2 separate regions of the Mus musculus genome follow, and region 2 is linked to region 1. The links are chromatin contacts, called in public HiChIP or PLAC-seq maps. All regions are on one chromosome and are shown on one strand. Each heading gives the region's core, a stretch centred on a gene start, on an enhancer-like site or on the middle of the called end of the contact. The rest is flanking DNA. Distances are from core to core; before and after follow the strand shown. Region 1 overlaps Marchf8 (membrane associated ring-CH-type finger 8). Region 2 holds the start of Zfp422 (zinc finger protein 422).

Region 1 (6,431 bases), core at 1,409-3,908:
CACACAGAAAGAAGTGCTCCTCGTGGGGCAGTCTCATGGGAGGAGGGGCATTGTAGATGGTTTGGCTTGGGGAGTGCTTCTCCCCAGTGTGTATGATTTGCAGGCAGAGTGAACAGGCTTTAACAGGCAGGGGCCAGATTGCCTGTGGAGAAAAGTATCCACTGAGGTGGTGAATGTGAGCACTGCGGGAGTGTAAAAGGGTTGAGCCATGGGTATCTTAGGAAAGAGTGAGAACCAGGCACAGAAGACACAAGGTGCTGATTCAGGAACCGTGCTACTTCTGAAACCCCAACAGAAAGCAGTTGGATGTTAGAGAAGGCAGGTGCAAACTGCTCAAGAAAATGCTCTGCCTGGTCAGAGGCTCCTGGGACCTACTTGGTGTAATCTGTCACATGATCCTGTAACACTTGGATAGTATAGATCACTAATGAAGCTCTGTTTGCAACTTAGCCTGATAGTCTATACCCGTCATTAGCAGAAGATAAGCAAAATGTTTACACTTTCTTCTTTCTACTTTTCTGTCTTCTGATTTGGAAACCAGTAAATGACTAGGCCAGTGTGTCCGGATAAGTTAATGACCTCCTAGAGGGATGGCACTGGCAGAGCTGCTTGTTAGGAACTCTTTTTTTTTTTTTGAGACAGGGTTTCTCTGTGTAGCTCTGGCTGTCCTGGAATTCACTCTGTAGACCAGGCTGGCCTTGAACTCAGAAATCCGCCTGCCTCTGTCTCCCGAGTACTGGGATTAAAGGCGTGCGCCACCACACCTGGCTGTTCAGGATTTTTTTTTAATTAGATATTTTCTTTATATACATTTCAAATGCTATCCCGAAAGTTCCCTATACCCTCCCTCTGCCCTGCTCCCCTACCCACCCACTCCCACTTCCACTTCTTGGCCCTGGCATTCCCCTGTACTGGGGCATATAAAGTTTGCAGTACCAAGGGGCCTCTCTTCCCAGAAAGGATGGACTATCCAGAGACTACCCCACCCGGGGATCCATCCCATGGTCAGGAACTCTTAAGCATCGGTTTCAAGCTGTTGCTACCAAAGTAGCAGAGGACCAAAGAGTGAGAGCCTTCTGCCATTCCCCTTTCCAGCACCGATGAGACCCGTTCCTGGTGTGCTGTGGTGTCACCAGTTAGCACAGACCTGACCCTAGCAGCTGCGGCTCAGCTGCCGTACTCCTTTTGTCAAGTCTTCATTGTCTGACTGCAGGAGTAAGAAACTAGCTCATGGGAGGCCACTGCTCGTCTCAGTCCTGGCTTCTCTTCATTGCACAGAAAGTTGGCTTTGTCCGCTATGTCATTGAAGCCAACTGGCTTAACGTAGTTTTGTGTGTGTGGGGAGATTGATCTGGCCTAGGAGAGGGAGGGAAGGAAAGCCTCTCGTAGCCATGGGCAACGCTCACTGCTTCCCATTGTGATCCTTTGCTCTGAAGCTGAGCCTCATATCCCTGTGTTGTCTTCCAGTGGGAGAAGTTGCAGATGACTGCCAGTGAGCGCAGGAAGATCATGTGCTCAGTGACCTTCCATGTCATTGCTATCACCTGTGTGGTCTGGTCCTTGTATGTGCTCATTGACCGCACAGCAGAGGAAATCAAGCAGGGTCAGGTAACAGGTGAGTATATGGGCCGTGAGGTGAGTGCTGTACACAGGTCCTGGGGACTGAGGTTCTGGGGTTTAGAGCTCTGTTTCCTGAGAGAGCAGAGTAAACTACATTGAGAACACTTCCTGCTCCTTTTGGGGAGGGAGGACTTGATGAGTCAGAAATGTACAGAGTGGTTGTGGGCGTTCAGAAGCTCTGTCCTGCTTCCTTCTGACATGAGACCTCCTGATGAGCTAACTGAGTCTCCCCTGCAGGAATCCTAGAGTGGCCTTTCTGGACGAAGCTGGTAGTTGTGGCCATCGGCTTCACTGGAGGACTTCTCTTTATGTATGTTCAGTGCAAGGTGTACCTACAGTTATGGAAAAGACTCAAGGCTTACAATAGAGTGATCTATGTTCAGAACTGTCCAGAAACAAGTAAAAAGAATATTTTTGAAAAGTCTGCACTTACAGAGCCCACCCTTGAAAATAAAGAAGGACATGGAATGTGTCATTCCACCACAAATTCTTCTTGCACAGAGCCTGAAGACACTGGAGCAGAAATTATTAACGTCTGACCATGTGAGGGTGTCATTTCCTTGATGTCCACCAACAGCTGAAGGAATTTGTCTGCTGCCAGTTGTGTTCCTTCTTTCTGTCGTTTAATAGCATAGACTGGGCAGGTGACTATTTATAGTGGCCTCTCTTTTTCTCAACCCTCCTTGGTGTGAATGTCCTAGAATTCTTGTGGGGCAGGTACCACTGGGTTCCATTCTGCCAGGCTTCTCTGTGGTCTGGGAAGGTGGGAGACCCCATGTATCCATGACAAGGAGCTGGCTAAGTTCCAGCCCCTGGTCTTGAATAGATTATGGAAGTAAAAAGCTAAAGCAGAAGACAGAGCAGCATGGGGAGAGGAGGCGGGTGATGGAGGGTCCCCAGAGGACAGAGCAGCATGGTGCGGGAGGGCTGCTGCTGCTGGGAGGGGTCCCTCACACTAACGAGAGCTAGGAGTGGCAAGGGAGCAGTGCCTCCAGACAGCAGCCCTGCAGCCCCTGCCTTGCTCAGCTGATGCCACCACCTTGCTCGGGGGGCAGACAAGGCCTTGGGCTGTGTCTGCTGGTGTGTGACTCACTGAGAAAACAGCACTTTATGAGAGTTTTTATTTTGGAATTCCTGTGTTTAATGGGAGTGACATGTTTAAACACGTGTCACATTTAGAAATGTTCTCTTTATTGCCTGTTATCTCTTTGCATCAAAATCGAACTGAAACCATTTCTGCCTTATATATTCTGAGTAGTAGATGTCCTTCCATGTCCAGAAAAGACTTCAGACTTTAAGCAAGACAGACAGGTCTGAGACTCCATGGGAATTAATGGATGCTAAGAGTGTAATTCCTCTGGTTTTGAGCCTGTTTCCTGAAAAGTCCTATCTCACAAGCTCACCCATACATTTCTTTGTTGTGAGCGTTGAAATGAAAGGGTTTTGAGATGTAATGAATCTGAATCAGGGTGAGCATTTAAAAAACGCTCCTTTGACTGACAGATGTCTCCAGATGGAGTGGGTACACATTGGGGACACTCCTGTGATCCACCTCTGCTGTCCCCTGTGCTGACAAAGTTCTGTGGAGTCATTGCTGAGGGCTGGGAGGTCAACAGACCAGCTCTGGGATGAGGTCTTGGGTGAGCAGTCAGCTAATTGCATCGCCATTGTGTCACTGACCTGGCCTCATACCCACTTATTGCCTTAAGCAGACTTGACAGGATCACTAGGGTCCTTAGCTCCAATGTGACCTATTCTGTCTTGGGGTTACCTCCTGCGCGATATTTTCACAAGACAGACAAAATCAAATCACTACTGCTAAGTGGCCATTGCCCCTTTAAAAAGTTTGTTGAACATTTTTTTTCTTGAAGGCCATTGTCAAAGTGCCAGGCAATAGTCAACTTACAATGTGACAAGAGGAACCGCAGAAGTGTACTACTCTCCAAGTGGCTGCTGTCGGCTCCAGGGTCTTCAGATTCTCTTGAGGTGGCCAGGGCAATGCCTAGGGTCCATCTCCCTGAGCTTTGGCTGCTTCACCTGTCTTCTCCAGAGACTGAGGCAAACCGAAGATGAATCTTTTGTAGTTCCTAGTAGAAGCCCCGTGCTTAGTTTTCAGAAGCATGTGGAGGCTAGCTAGAAGGCTTGTGGAAGCAAGTTCTGTCCTGTTATCCCCTTGTCTACTCCCTGGAGTCATGGAGTTCAGTTGTGGAGCTGTTCTGCCAGGGCTTTCAGCCATTATCTAATGGGCCCACCCCTTAGGTCAGCCTGCCCTCTCTCTCCCAGACCACATAAGCCTCCCTGTGCTCACTGTGCCCCAAAGTGCAATTACTCACACTCAGTGAGGACACCAGGCAGCTACAGACTGCCCACTAAGCTCTGACTATTCCTTTTAGCAGCTGCTGCGGCGAGTCTCTGACCCTGTCCATCTGTCTGTGACAAGATGTTCCAACATTGGGTGGGCAGTCAAATGAAGATGGAGGCATTTGTAGAGAAGAAAGTGTCCCTCAATGGGGGTTGTCTCTGCACAGCTGCCCTAGGGGACTTGTACTCCCACATAGATAGGTGGCTTTGGAAGCATGGCTTCATGTTGTTCCCTTTATTTCAGGAAGGCCTGATGCTATCTCTTCTCTGGCTTCTCTGATGAACTCTGTCCTTCATCCTTCCCCCGCTCGTTTTCCCTGAAGGTTCTCTGATCTAGTAAACAACTACACATGTGACTCAGTGCAGGAGACTGGCAAGGCACGGCTGCGAAGCATCTGGCAGAGCTCTGGGTCTGCCCAGACTCTCCTAGTCCTTGCCTCTTTGGCCTCTGAGTAATTTTGCAGGGCTATCTGTCTACCCCATTGTTCCTCACTTTGAGCTTAGATATAGTGGGAAGATGGCATGTAGCTAGACCAAGCAGATCTAGGATGAGGGAGACCTCAGGCCAGGAGGGCTTGTGCTTGTGGGTCAAATGAAGAAGGAAGTCGTCTCAGGGTGTCACTGGCAGCCCTCTAACTTGGCCTTTACCCCGTATGTCATAGACCCATTCGCACAGCTTTGACTCTAGCTGCCACAAGTGAGTAGTTGAGGGTTATGCTCAAGTGTATCACAAGATTTTCCTGGAAATGTAAACATTCTCTTAGTCTAGGTCTCTCTGTCTCTCCTTTCTGGCTTCAGGACACTCTTCGTTAAGTAGGCTTAGTTTTCAAACCTGTGGGTATGTCCAAGTGGACACAGATGTGCAGGCTCAGGCGGTGGGGGATAGGACAGTTCAAGGCCTGGGGTAGTATCTAAGTGACAGAGGGGAAAGGCTGTGTGGGCAGGGTGAAGAGCTGTAATCTTGTGGGTGTGGTTAGATGCACATGTATATATTTCATTCTACCTGTTCAAATCTGGTTTGGAATAATGCAGCTTATAGCTGCAGCTCAAGGAAAGCCCAAAGCATAGGGAGAGAAAAGGCACTTGTCTCTGTGTCGGGAGTGAGTGACGAAGGCATGTAACTGGTGCACATTTAGATGCAACGTTTCAAGTTGATTGTTAATAAAAACCAAATTTACACTGGTGTGTGTAGTGTAGTTTCTAAAAAGCACTTCACATTTTAAATTTTTCTTGGAAAATTTCTAGTAATCTAAATGTCTAATTTTTTAATCTTTTTGTGTATGTTCATTGTTTCTCAGTATTACTGCTTGAATAATTCTCTGTACAGGGGATTTGTTTGTGCTATATACGGGGTGTCTAAAGTTAGCAATAAAGCCTTTCTTTACAAAGGAATTTTGTGATGAGAGTGTTTTCAAATGGGGAAGCTAGGATACCCTTTCCCGCCCACATATCAGTAAAGAATAATGAGGCCATAGGGAGAAGAGAGAGGGCCCAGAAGTAAGAGGAGTGGAAGTGGAAGGGGATTTGCGTTGATGCTAAGGTCCATGTGATAACTGTTTTAGTGTCTGGGTTACTTCACTTAATCCTTACAAACCTGCCTTAAGAGATCAAGCATCAGCCAGATGGAAGTAAGAGGAGGAGATGCAGATACTGATGCCCGTGCTAGCCTTCGGCATTGGGACAGATGAGGCGGGTGCCCTGTCATTCATTCGTGAAGGCAGCAGCAGAGACAAGGAAGCAGCCTGGATAGCCTTTGGCTGGCGAATGCATAATGAAGATGTGGTACTTATTTATAATGGGATTTTGTTCAGCTGCCAAAACATAAAATCTTCAGGTAAATGGATGGAGACACAATATTAAAGGACATGACCTGGATACAGACACGAGCTATGTGTTCTCATATATGAATCATAGCATAAATTCAGATCTTTAGATTTGTGTGTTTAATTTAGAATACCTGTATTGTCTACAAAAGCAGAAAGGGCCACTGGTATGGAGTGGGGGGCAAAGACCTTGTCAGTTGGAGGAGGTAGTAGACCAGCTTTTTTATTGTTGATCGAAAGAGAACAGTGATTTTGGTGGGGGTGGGAGTGGGGGTGACTGGACCTCAGCATGTGGTATGACACCTGTTTTAAATGAAGTTTATTTTATAACAAACTCTTAATCCAAGAACTTTCTCTAAGCACCTACTCTATGCAAGCAATTGGAGGAAGCATAAATAGAATAAAGTACCCCTGACCCAGCCAGAACAGTTGTCACTTATTCTGATGCTACCGAGTGACGAGGCACTGAGCTGGGCTGGGGGACACAGCTGCACATCTCTGCCCTGCCTGGGAGGTTCCTCAACTGTGTCCACTGAAGAAGTAGCACATGCTGAGGCTCTGTGATGTCTCCCCATCCTACAACAGCCTTCAGTTTCAACCAGACCACCTAGGCCCAAGAGCAGCACT
Region 2 (6,431 bases), core at 1,813-4,312, 220 kb after region 1:
ACATTAAAAACATAAAATGTAGTCGATCCTAGAATCTGAAAACCCATTCCTTCTTTCTTTAATGATTTCGTATACAGAAATTCCGAAAAATAAGAGTAATCATTGGCACGCCAGTGGATCATGAAAACATGATTCTTTTTATCAAAATGGAGGGAAGCGATTTCAACTGAGGCTAAGAATATTAAATTCTTACCAAACTATTGTTTCAGTTCTTTCTGCTCCATGTCACATAAATTTATTTATTTTTAAAGGAAATGAGGGCAGCTAGACTCAGAGTTTCAGCGCACTGTCATGAAACTCCTGAAGTCTCCATGCTAGGGAGGAGCGGTATCTAAGTGCTCTACTGTAAAGCATCCACTCTTCGGAGCGGCTTTCTCCTCTACCTTTCACTTCTTCTTTTTAAAAAGGCCGGAAGTGGCTCCCTTTACCTGGCGGATCCCAGCCACCGCCTTCCTCCCTTTGCCCCTTTTCCAGGACACCGGGTGAGTTTTCACCCTGGCATTTTTGCCCCTCTTATGTGGCTTCTTTTCTTTGTGCACCTTCATGTGCTGCCTCAGATGGGAGCTCTGGCTGAAGCACTTGTCACACTCCTCACACTGGTAGGGCTTCTCTCCGGTGTGGGTTCTCTGGTGCTGAATGAGGTGGGAACTCTGGCTAAAGCACCGGCCACACTCATCACAGCAGTAGGGCTTCTCGCCGGTGTGGATCCTCTGGTGCTGGATGAGATTGGAGCTCTGCTTGAATCTCTCTCCACACTCGTCACACTTATAGGGCTTTTCCCCCGTGTGGATCCGCCGGTGCTGGATGAGGTTAGAACTCTGAAAGAAACTTTTCCCACAATCGGCACATTTATGGGATTTCTTCCCAGTATGGATCTTCTTGTGCTGAAAGAGCGTGGAGCTCTGACTGAAACTCTTGGAGCATTTAGCACACTTGTAAGGCTTCTCGTCCACGTTCCTTCTCCGTCGACTCAAGCCCGAGTCGAAGCGAATGGCCACCCCCCATTTCTGTCGCTGGCGGGCTGTCTTGCGCTTGCTCTCATAGGCTTTTCCTTGGCTGGCGCTTCGAGAAATACCCCCTTTGGGCTTTCCTAACCTCATGGTGAGTAGGCAAATGTGTCGGCAAGAGATCCTACTGTCTTCTGAACTTCTGAACTAAGGTCTCATATCCTAGAGTGACGCAACTCGGAATTCCCTTCTGTAGAAGAAAAAGAAAAATACAGATATTTATTAGTTCAGCACTAGCACCTCTTCAATCTATCAAAACTGCATCCATGTGTAGCCAAAGCACACCTAGTACAAGTGCAATGACGCACTTTTAAGAGACAGGTGCTCGTTAGGTGATTCTAATGCCAGAGGTTAAGCTTAATCAGCATCATCATCATTTTGCAACGTTTCTGATTTTGGACAGGCAAAAGAGAAGACGAAGAAAAACATAAACCTGTTAGGGAGGAGCCACAGAGAGTATTTTGAAGGACTAAAAAGCAAAAGCAAGATAAAGTCTCAGAGAAGATACAAAAATAACTGCAAAAGATGATCAATATCTCTGCTAAACAGCATCTCAGGTCAATACTGGCTGTGCTAAATTTCTCATTTAATAGCTGCTACGTAAGATATCCAATTCAAAAGAAATGACAGATTATACTACACCTCCATAGATTCCTATCTATTCTTATTTGCTTGGTTATTTCTATAGATGATAACTTAGCAAGCGGAGTTGAAAATAGAAGCTAATCGGTAAAGAGAATTTCAAGTTTCCCAAGAGTCTTATTCAGAAAATACTAGGTGAGAAAAATCTGGAAAAAAAAAAAAAAAACCAAAACACTTTATTCTTCCTTTCCTAGACTATAGCACGCCAAGAAGGAGAGCACAACCAAAAGCTCTAAAATAAGTTTATTGCATTACATTTAAGGTTGTCTGGAAGCTGTCAAAACAACCCCTTCCACACACACACACTCCAAATAGGCGAGAGTGTGGGAGGTGTTCAGGCCTGCAAAGCCAGTCACTGGACTTCCAGTGTCTTAGGTTAGTTGGAAAACCTACTTGCAACTCAGTTATTTTTCTGAGTTTCCTTGCACACAAGCATTTAAAGTAAGTAAATAAAAACACAAATGACATCTTTTCCTGCCTTTTTTTTCCTTCGTCTTGATTTTGCTGTATAATAATCCTCCAAACGTAAGAGTGCCCAGGGGCTTTTCCTGGGTGTTTAATAATTTTATCTGCTACAATTGCAGCAACAGAAAGAGCAAACTGCACATAACACAGATCTACAGCAATCACTGCCCATAACCGTCTCGGTTATGTACAGACCACGTAAACAGGAGACACTGTGTGGGGTACCTGGTACTCAATAAATAGCTATAATGGTAAGCATACACTTTTAAACACATCTCTTTAAATACCGGGGAACTCACAACTGGTTGCAAACTGATCGATTATGGAATCTACCTATGGATGAAGTAATCATACTTACAGGTAGCCTATGTGTGCTCCTATTTTTAAAATAAAGCTGATTTAAAACCTCCTTTCGTGGGTTCGTAAACACAGGCCCGAAGCTCCTTTAGCTCCTTTACCCATCCCAACCCCGGAGCCGCCTCCGGGCCTGATTTCTCACTGTCCGACCTGGGGAGTCCATCGCCCCCTCGTCTAACGCCCGCCAAGTCCGGTTGTCTGATCGAGGTCCCCAGTAGGGGAGAGGCTGGGTAAAGCTGGGTGATGGAGCTCCAGTACTGGGGACCCGTCTAGCCGGCGTGCACCTGCTCCCTCACCCATTTACGGCAGCAACAAAGAGTCCGCCGCTTCCCTCCAAGTCGCTCACAATGGCCCGGTGCAGCCTACCCACCCGTACAATGGAGTCTTTCTCCTCCGCGGCGAGCGGAGGCGCCCAGGCCGAAGCCGACCCCAGCCCGAGGCCACCCGCCGGGCTCCGTGCAGCGCCGCAGCCCGACCCGACCCAACACCGGCCCAGGCAGACCCGCAGGCCCCGCGTACTCACCGCGCAGGCCGCCACGGTGCCCGCCTCGCGCCTCGCCCGCCGGAAGTGCGGGCTGCTAGCCGCGGAGCTGCCGGCCGCTCTAGGAAGAGGCGGAGAGACCCTCTATGGTCCCCGGCCCACCCCACCATATCCTGCGGATTCTTCCGGTGGTCCTTTTGTGTTCCTCTCTTACCACTCAGAAGGCAGAGCCAAGGACCTTAAGGCCTGTTACCCGCTCTCTTTCTATTCTGGTCGACCTACACAGAAACTGGCCTTTGTTAGATTCTGCTCACCACCCCCAAACCAGCCCGTTCCAACTTGTAAATTGCATTCTTAGTACTGAGTATCTAGTCTAGAGAAATAACTTCAGCCTAAGGTGTTACTTATGTTTTTCACGGGTCGCCTTATATCACCAAAAGGCCCGTGAAATTTCTGGAGGACACTGTCCGCACAGGCTGACTGATTGATTAAAACGGCGGTGGTGAAGAGAGGTTGGGATGTTGCAGGTCCAGAGCATAATTAGTATTCATCTTGGGATGCATCCATTCCTTGTCCACTTCTATGGAAGGATGTGCAACATCCTGACAGATAAAACACAAAATCCCATTCTCCAATCAAAAGGCCAAGAATACTATGTTAGATGACATCTATAGCTGAGATGTCTAAACAGAGCTCTAACCCACCTCTCTGATGTTTCTACAAATGAATTTAAAAGTATCTTGATTTATGGCTTTCTTTGTTCTGTTACTGTCAAACCTTCATGAATTTGGTTGCAGGTTGAAAGGCGGAGTTTGGGTAATCTAAATCTGTGTTCCCTGGGCCATCATCACTTGTGTTTGGCCTCTGAATAAAACTCATGACTTTGAGGAGAGAGCCGTGACTTTGCATCAGCCACTCCTATCAGAGGAAAATGAATGCGTTCAGTGTACTGGGCAGGAACCCCAGCTTGGAGAGGAATTCTGCTCCCGCTCACACTGTGAGTGAACAACTCGGTTTGGAAAGGCACACATGCTTCCTTCCCAGGGGAGTTCTAATGGCTTCAGATTCATCGCATTAAGGCAGACTCCCCTCACTGGCGACCTTGGCTGATCCTGGTGTCCATAAATGCAACTTCCTGCAGAGAAGCAGCACTCTTCTGCGCGGCTGGCCAGATAAGTGAGCTTCTGTGGTTATGGAGGGTTTGGGAGTGTCGTAGGTCCGGAGCCCAGTCATAACAGAGTTTGAGGTATCTCTAGCCATGGAAATAACCACTACTTTGCCCACTTTTGACCTGACATCCTGTGACTGACAGGTAAAAAATATTTTGGGATGTGCTAATTTAACAAAACTGATTTTCTACAACCAGAAGTCCAAGAGTCATCTGATAGCGGAAGCCTGCAGCTGAGGTTCCTCCATGCTGCTATAACCTCCCACTCCATGCTTCCACTAGTGTGTTCCAAAGTGTCTTGTTTTGCAACTTTCTTTATTCTATTACTATGAAACTTCATGAAACTGCTTCCATGTTGGGGCCTGGGATTTGAGGTAACCTAAATCTGTTTCTGGGCCACGGTCATTTATATTTGGTCCCAGCATAAACTCTCTTGACCCATTGACATGTGCAACTCTCCAGAGCTCCAGGCTCCTGGATCCGATTGCTTGGGATCCCGTTTGAATGCGCAGTGAGCATGGCACATCAAACGTTCTGTCCCTCGATAGTCTCCGCCCAGCAATTGACAACCGTGCCTTCACTCCAGCTGCTCAAGCCAAAATCCTCAATGTCACTCTTGTCATGGTCTCCCCTACTCTAAACTTACAAACAACCCTTCTGGTGCCATCTGGGGGTCTTGGCTGGGTGTTTTCTCACCAGCTAAAGAAATAAAAGAGAAAAAAATCCAAGACACAAAAAGGTAAAAAAAACAGAACAACAACAACCACAACACACACACATACACACACACACACACACACACACACACACACACGAGCATTGGAAAAGGAAGTGGTGGACCCACCCATCCCCCAGTTAAAGTCAGTGAGAAAGCAGGCCCCGGAGACAGCTACTGAAAAGCACACAGAAAGAAAGACTCTCCACAAGGTGGAAAGGGGATTCAGAAACCAAAATCCATTTTCCTCACGTGGGGCTATCAGCGCCCTGTTCTCTATCATTTTCCTCATGGGGGGGGGGGCTTTTGGGTTCCCCAGGTTGAGTTCTCACTCTCCTCATTTCATACTGGCTAATGTCCTGTTTGGTGTTATACTACCTTGACCCAGCTAGAGTCATTTGGGAAGAGGAACTCTCAGTTGAGAAACAACCCCTTTCATCCCCTTATGTTCTTCCTGTAGGCATATCTGTAGGGCATTTTTTTTTTTCAATTAACAGTTGTTGTCAGTGGGCCCAGCTCAGTGTAGGTGGTGTCAGCCTAGGCAGGTGATTCTGGGGTATTTAAGAGCACAAGCTGAGTGAGCCCTGGGGAGGAAGGCAGTGAGCAGCTCTTCTTGACTTCTCCATCAGATCCTGATTCTAGGTTTCTGCCCGGCTTGAGTTCCTACCATGGCTTTCTTCAGGAATGGACTCTTACCTGGAAGTGTAAGATGAAATAAACCCTTTCCTCCCCAAGTTGCTTTGGTGATGGTGTTTCATTCCAGCAATAGAAACTCTAACGGAGACAGTTTAGACAGAACAGGGAGCGGACAGACCCGCAGCTCTAGGTAAACATGCTCAGGATTGGCCTTGAACATATCTAAGCAGCCTGGACGGGTCAGCCAGAGGGAGGTTCCTGCTGCCTGAAGAAAGTTCCACCTGGCCTCTGTCTCAGGTCAGAAAGGTGAGAAAGAGGCTGGGAGTCTGCCAACTTTTTTATTTATCTGTGACCCCTTTCCCTAACTGCCTGCCTGGCAGGGATCTCTCCAGCTCCCCATCCCTCACTTTCACAGATTGTTCTGGGCCTGTCTTCACAGTGTGTGTTCAGAACAAAGCCCCTTTCCTGCAATCTCCACAGAGCCTCAAGTGTCAGTGTCATCGTCCCCCTCCCCGCCCCTGCGACTGCATTTGCTTCCTGACAAATGTCCTTTCGGAGCTCAGTGTCACCCTCTGAAAACCAAATTAGATCATGCCTTTCATGGGTCCAAAGCCTCCCAAAGTCTTCCCATCTCAAAACAAAAGCCAATGACCTGACTGTGGCACATGAGGTCTGACACGGTTTGTCAGGTTCTTGGTTGTATTTGCAGGGCTAAGAACCATGCTCAGCAGGCAGGAGGTTCTCAGTACACATTTGTTGCATCAACAAACTGGTAAGATGCTTCTCTGCTTACTTCAATATTTCCCTTATTCTCTTCTAGCCACAGTCCTACAAAGCAGGGCTCACTGTATCTGCCTTGGCCAATAGGTAAATGAAGGCCAGACAGTTGCTTCAGGAGTTCCTGTCTCTGGCTGAAGAGTTCTGGCCAGCAGAGGGAGCTGTTTCTGCAGATGCCAGAGC

Evidence for each region. HiChIP or PLAC-seq counts read pairs in DNA pulled down with a chosen protein or histone mark.
Region 2: a contact with region 1 is called in an HNF4G HiChIP or PLAC-seq map of pancreatic cancer cells. The contact joins the promoter of Zfp422 here to the enhancer-like site in region 1. A contact is called at or near these places in 2 of 39 promoter capture datasets (embryonic stem cells and stem cell-derived epiblast-like cells), 1 of 115 datasets of contacts at active chromatin or transcription factors (pancreatic cancer cells) and 2 of 9 other capture datasets (adipose tissue and liver).

The regions. Positions count from the first base shown.
Region 1 is chr6:116,404,168-116,410,598 of GRCm38.p6, forward strand. It overlaps Marchf8 (membrane associated ring-CH-type finger 8), which reads left to right. Exons shown (of 8, transcript NM_001302383.1): 7 at 1,468-1,615; 8 at 1,858-5,373. The coding sequence ends at 2,159. Alox5 (arachidonate 5-lipoxygenase) reads right to left here. Exons shown (of 14, transcript NM_009662.2): 14 at 5,904-6,431. Among named protein-coding and RNA genes, the nearest start is that of Gm38880, 5.8 kb to the right of the region's middle. Within about 2 kb of position 2,659, at least 52 of the 459 cell types and tissues checked have an H3K27ac peak or open chromatin away from gene starts, as enhancers often do. A contact at or near this core is called in pancreatic cancer cells, where this site is marked.
Region 2 is chr6:116,625,937-116,632,367 of GRCm38.p6, forward strand. Zfp422 (zinc finger protein 422) reads right to left here and starts at 3,063. Exons shown (of 2, transcript NM_026057.3): 1 at 2,995-3,063; 2 at 1-1,197. The coding sequence starts at 1,100. The coding sequence ends at 387.